2 separate regions of the Sus scrofa genome follow, and region 2 is linked to region 1. A link is a contact called in public Hi-C data. All regions are on one chromosome and are shown on one strand. Each heading gives the region's core, a stretch centred on a gene start, on an enhancer-like site or on the middle of the called end of the contact. The rest is flanking DNA. Distances are from core to core; before and after follow the strand shown. Region 1 holds the start of ELAC1 (zinc phosphodiesterase ELAC protein 1). Region 2 holds the start of MEX3C (RNA-binding E3 ubiquitin-protein ligase MEX3C).

Region 1 (3,049 bases), core at 350-2,849:
AAGTTTTAAAAATGAACAAAAAAGCACTATTCAGTACTCTCTAAAGATATAATAATCTCTGAGGAGTTGTAAGAAGCCTTGATGGGGGCGGAGGGGAGAAGAGCAGGAACAAGGCAGGAACCTCTGGAATGGGGAGGTCTATGGAGAGTACTGCTGTAGGGGACCAGCAGCTGAGCTGTGATCAAGACCTTGTGTATTCCTTATCTTCTTGAGCACTTCTTAGCTAAGCAAGTGGCAGAGTAAACTTCAAGGCCAGGTTTTTAACACATTGTTAAGCCAGACCCCATGTGACAAAATCTACCTTATTTTTCCATGTCCACATTAATCCAAGTCTTAACCATTCTACAAGACCCAACTCAAGTCTTGGCCCCTTCTTAACGTAATGATCTCCCTATTTCCATATTTTTATGACTCCTTTTGGCTTCCTATTTGTTCCCGAATATTGTTAGTGGCTTCCTGATACCTCGTTTCCCAACTTCAGTGAATGCTCCTAAAACTAGGGGTCATGACATATTTTATAAATTATCTCAGGATCAAAAATAATACTATTGGAGTTCCCGTCGTGGCGCAGTGGTTAACGAATCCGACTAGGAACCATGAGGTTTCGGGTTCGGTGCCTGCCCTTGCTCAGTGGGTTGACGATCCGGCGTTGCCGTGAGCTGTGGTGTAGGTTGCAGACGCGGCTCGGATCCCGCGTTGCTGTGGCTCTGGCGTAGGCCAGTGGCTATGGCTCTGATTGGACCCCTAGCCTGGGAACCTCCATATGCCGCGGGAGCGGCCCAAAGAAATAGTAAAAAAAAAAAAAAATACTATCCACAAAGTCGCAGCTCAGTTACTACTTGAATAAATAAAAGCTCTGAAGAAGCCCCAAAGTACATGATCTAATGGTTTACTAAGCAAAGCAGCCAGGGCAGGGGGTGGAAGAGTTCTTTGATCCATCTCTCCTGGTAGTTTCAAAAACTACACACACAACAGTCCTTTTTCTATTCCTATTATGAAGCTGCTGAATATTTTACCACTTCCAGCATGTAAGCAAAAAGCACTGCATCTGGCACTGCATAGAAACGTGAAATTCTTAAAGTTGGGATTTAAACCAAATGAGTTTTTTCCCCTCGAGGTTGTAACCACCACATACAGCTGGGGCCTGGGCTTTTCCTTCACGTGTCCAGCAGGCTATGCTGTACACTAAGAGAATACACCTGCGACGCTTGTGCGAGCACAGTACAGGAGCTGCAGATTTTCAGCAAACATTCTGGTGCATCCCAGGAATAGCAAAGTGGAATCGAGAAAGATTCGAGATCTATAGTAATGCTGCTACCAACTCTGATTCTAAGGCACCGGAAGCTCAAGCTTTTAGATTCAGTGATTAAGAAAGATTCATTTCCACGAAACAACGGGCATTATGCAAAGATATGCAAGATCAAACCATCTGGGAAAACACGCCTGTTTGAAAACTTTTACACGGAAAAATAAAAAGCCGAAGAGTACACGGTTCTCATTTGGCGCGCTCTGGTCCTCACGGGTTACCGCCACCATCTTACCCAGAGAGCTGGTACTGGCCAGTGAAGGGGAGGAACCCACTGCGGGACACAGCAGACGCCTGGGGCTAGCACCCAGCCTCCCGGGGCAAATTGGAGCTCTGGCGGGAACCACCGAGCGCGGACCTCCGCTGCGTCCTAGAGCGGCTGCACGCGGACACAGGCGGCGGCGGACTTCCGCCCGCGAACGTTGCAGCCCCGTGGACGGCTCGGCCTCGCTGCGGGCCTGCGCCTCCCTCGGCTTTTGCCGCGGGCTTCGGGCAGTGGGTGAGTGGGGCAAGGCGTGCCGGCGGGGGGCGGGCGGGGGTCTGCGCCGCCGCGGCCTCCCCCGCGTCTGCCGAATTGGCTGAGTGAGCGGGCGGGCGCGCTTCCTACGTACTCGCGGGCTGGGCCCGGAGCGCAAGGGAGCAAGGATGCGCCTTGTCTACCCCCGAAATCCCCACCCCCTCGCCCCGGGCGGGGGCCTCAGCGGTCCTGCGCTCCTGCCGCCGCTCATCCCTACTTTGCGAGGTGATGCCAACTTGGAGGAGAGGCAGGGCTGGCTAGCGGTCTTAGACCTAGCCTCTGGACCGGACTCGGCCTTGGCCGCTCACTCTATCTCGCGGGCCACGGTTCTTTCATCTCTAAAACGGAGGATGGCAGTATCTGCCCTACGTGCACCACTGAGTGATGGCAGGGTTGGCGCTACCTGCTTGGAAACTCGTTCTCAGTCTGGCAGCCTTTAGAATCACTTGGGCTGCCTTCCAAATGCTGAGCCCCCAGAATCACCAGGTGATATACAGCCAGGATGGAGAACCACTGACCCAATGTCAAATGACAGTACGGTGATGATGTGCGGTGTTCCGACCCGGAATGTGCACGTCCTCCAAAATGGATATAGTCATCAGAAAACAGGCGGCTGTTTTTCTTGTTCTAGAAAACAGGGACCAAAATCTTGTTTGGTTATTTGCTTCCTAGTGCTTAGAATGGTGCATGTCACAAAACATGCACCCCTGTTAAATAAATTAATCTCTGACTACTTCCCGACTTAGTGGAAGAGTTTTGATCATTTGGCTTGTTTTTAAACTTTTATTATGGAAACTTTAAAATATATACGAAAAGAGAATCGTGTATTGAATTCCCAACTCATGATCGATCTTATTTCATCTCTTATCCTCACCCCCACTGGATTATTTTGAAGCAATTCCAAATGTACTATTTCACCCATAAAATGCTTGTGTTTGTTTAGAAAACAGTAACTCCTTCTTAAAACCATTATCAAAGTTACAAGAATTTCACATTACCATCTATCCAGTGAACATTTACATTTTCCCAGTTGCTTTTTCCTCCCATTATCAGTTAGTAGTACACATCAGAATTCTGACAAGCTACACATGGGCTCCTGTCTTTTAATCTCTTTATCACCTCCCTCTTTACTAAATTTTTCCTTGCATTGTACTTGTTGAAGAAGCCAAATCATTTGTCCTATAGTGTTTCCCACATACTGTATTTTGCTTTTTCCATGCACATTC
Region 2 (3,049 bases), core at 398-2,897, 180 kb after region 1:
CCACCTTCACAAATCTACTCCTGGAATCTGAGACATAGGTCCTTTGTCTGAACAATGTGGGAGGAGTCTGTCTGCAGTACTAGTGTGCTGGCAAATGAAGAAGAGTATTTACTGAAAACTGTATAAACAAATAAAGTTCCTTAACTCAATTATTTTACTGTTCAATTTTTCTCCATCGTGTACCCTAAAGTGTTCAAAAAGGTAATCAATGTGCCTTTTCGAGAGTTAGAATGTATCAAAAGGAATACACTAAGATCCACAGAGAGTTAGGCTGTTCTTCAAAAACTAAATTTCTGAATAGCGGAGGGGTGGGGGGGGGGTGGCGGTTGGAACGACCGCATGAACATCCCCTTCCCCCTCAAGCTCTTTCTACAAGCCTTCATTTCTGTCAATTTCTTCATCCGAACAATCTGCTTGTAAGGGAAGCCATGCCCTTTTTACAAGACAGTGGGCTGCGCAAACTTGTCATCTCGTAGCTTTCCGTGCACAACACCGAATCCACAACCGACCCGACCTTTTACCACCTCACTGAGGTTTTTGGTGCCACGCCAGCCGGATGTTCCAGGAATTCAACCCGAGTAGAGTGAACACCGCCGGACTGGGTGGCTCGAGAAACTTACCACCTTTTGTCAGGCAACAGAATAGGAGCCGAACACCGTGGGATTTTCGCAAGGTGACCCATCTTCTCATTTCCTCGGCTCCTCCCAAACCCCGTCGCGGTAGACGTGGGGGAACTCGCCGGGCTTGTCTTTTCTGCCCCAAGCTCTTTTCTTTCGTCTCCCCACCCACGCCCCGGGCCATGCCCAGCTGGACTACCCCCAACCCGTACTCACCCTGGCGACCGACAATCTCGGCGACATGCTCAGAGCTGGGCACCGGGACGCACTCGGTGGTGTTGACGCTCTTTCTCCGGAGCAGGGCCGCCTGCTCTCCGTTCAGGGCGGCTGCCGCCGCCCCGCAGCCACCGGGGCCGTAGGCGTGGGACAGCATCGCCGCCATCATGCCCTGGGCATCGTCCCCTCCGTAAAGTACTCCAGCCGCCGCAGCCGCCGCGGCCGCTTCCCGAGCATCGAAGCCGGCGGCGGGCAGCAGCACCGACCCCAGGGACCCGCCTGGGATCGGCTGGGTCTGGGAGGCGGCGGCCGCGGGCGGCGACAGCAATAGCAGAGACGGCCGGTCCTCCTCTTCTGCCTCCTCCAGCTCTTCCTCCTCCAGCAGCTCTCCGTCCAGCTCCGCTTCCTCCCCCTCCTCCTCGTCCTCCTCCAGCTCCAGCTCGGCCGACTCCGAAACCCCGGGCCGGCCGGGCGGAGCCCGCTCCTCCGGAGACAGCCCCGCCGCCCGCCGGGCCTGGCTCTGCGCTGCCGCGGCCCGGAGAGCCGGGGCGCCGGGCTCCGCTGGGCTGGGGTCGTCGAGGCCTAGCGCGGCCAGGCGCTCCCTCAGCAGGAGCCCGTCCCCCTCGAGCTCCGGGCCAGCCGCGGGCGGCGGCAGTGGCGGCGGCGGCGGCGGCGGGGGCGGCTGCGGCAGGGGGGCCGGGGCCGCCGCCAGGGCCAGGGCCGCGGAGCTGCCGCTCGGCATCGCGGCGGCGCGCTGTCAATGGCGGCGGCGGCGGCGGCCGGGTCAGGCGCGGCGGGCGGCGAGCCCCATGGCGGACAGGGCCCCGGCCCTGCTCAGCGCGCAAACACCTTTCCTCTGGAGAGGCGGCGGGGCTGGCGACCCGGGCCGAGGAGCGCCAGGGCCCCCGGAGACCGGAGAGGGCGGGGTGGAGGGGCAGGGGAAGGAGGCAGAGGTAGGTAACTAGGTGGGTGGGTGGGGACGGCGGCGGGGCGGGCTGGTGGAGGTGGCAGCGGCTCCCCTCTCAGGGTTTCTTTTGTTTCATGGCCTTAACCAGCCCCCGGCGCGCGCGGCGGCGGCGGCGACGCCCCACGCTGCTCTCCGAATGAAGCCGGCGGGCTCTGATTGGCCGCTTTTAATCCTTGGGAGCCCGCCCTCTCCTCCCCTCAGCCTTCTAACTCCTTTCCCTAGCCCCACCCCCCCACCCTCTTTTTGGGCCCCGCCCCGCTTTTCCCCAGAGCTCTCTGATTGGGTGACCAGGACGAGCCAGTCCCCCAAGCCTTCTCCTTCCGTCCTCTGCCCTCCCCCCACCCTCCCACCCCTTTCCCTACTGGCTCACGAGGAGAGGGACTGTGATTGTTCGCTTTACATGTCACTCTTTGTGACGTACCCAGGTGGGGGCGGGAAGGGAGGCGGGACGAAGGCGTGGCAGCAGAGGCTGAAGCTAGGGCCCGAATTGGGGTTTTTGCGCAGGCGCACGCAGTGGAAGCATACACCTGGTTTTCTCTGGTTCTCCGCATCCCTCTGGCCCACCTGGGTGGGGTCTGTTAGCGCACAGAGGGAGCGGCCTTGGAGTGTAGCGTAGGCTTGGGCCGGGAAAGCGTTGTTGAAGAGATTTCCCTCTTTCAGGGTAAGGGCCTAGGGAGAGTCATCGAAGGAGGGGCCAGTGAAGTGTTCCCCTCTCCAGCCGCGGGGGTGGTTTCCTGAACCGCGTGGCTCCTGGGCCTTCCCTGCACAACTCGGGCAGGCTCCTCCCGCGGGGCAGAGCCCTCCCACGCCCATCTGGCCCGGCTCCCAGTGCGTGGCCGGTCGGTTACATCAGGAGCCTTAAATGCTGAACTTGAGTTCTTCGGGGCTTTTCAAGGAAATTAAATCATCGTTTCCTCTTTCAAGACGTTCTTCCCACAGTATTGTCCGGTTTTTAAATGACTTGTCAGAAAGAAAGCCTTATCGCTTTCCCTCATCTTGGGCTAAGACTACTGTCACACACACCTTTCCCTTGCTCCCCCCTCCCTCCACCCCTTTAGTACCAGTAGCCTCCCCAGGTTAGTCTTAATCACCTGCGTTGTCTCATGGAGATAGAATGTGAGCGACGTAATGTAATTTTAAGGTTTCTAGTGTCCCCATTACAGAAAGTAAGAAGAAACAGTTTTAATAAGTATACTGAGTTCAATAGATTCAAAATACCATTTAAAATGGAATTAACATACAATTATTG

The links. Hi-C and Micro-C count contacts between places; a contact is called where the count stands out from the background.
Region 2: a contact with region 1 is called in a Hi-C map of fetal skeletal muscle, with 1.9 times the contacts expected there. The contact joins the promoter of MEX3C here to the promoter of ELAC1 in region 1. A contact is called at or near these places in 4 of 47 Hi-C or Micro-C datasets (embryonic fibroblasts, epiblast stem cells, fetal skeletal muscle and 1 more).

The regions. Positions count from the first base shown.
Region 1 is chr1:100,513,063-100,516,111 of Sscrofa11.1, forward strand. ELAC1 (zinc phosphodiesterase ELAC protein 1) reads left to right here and starts at 1,600. Exons shown (of 4, transcript XM_003121444.6): 1 at 1,600-1,805.
Region 2 is chr1:100,697,630-100,700,678 of Sscrofa11.1, forward strand. MEX3C (RNA-binding E3 ubiquitin-protein ligase MEX3C) reads right to left here and starts at 1,648. Exons shown (of 2, transcript XM_021093297.1): 1 at 834-1,648. The coding sequence starts at 1,575.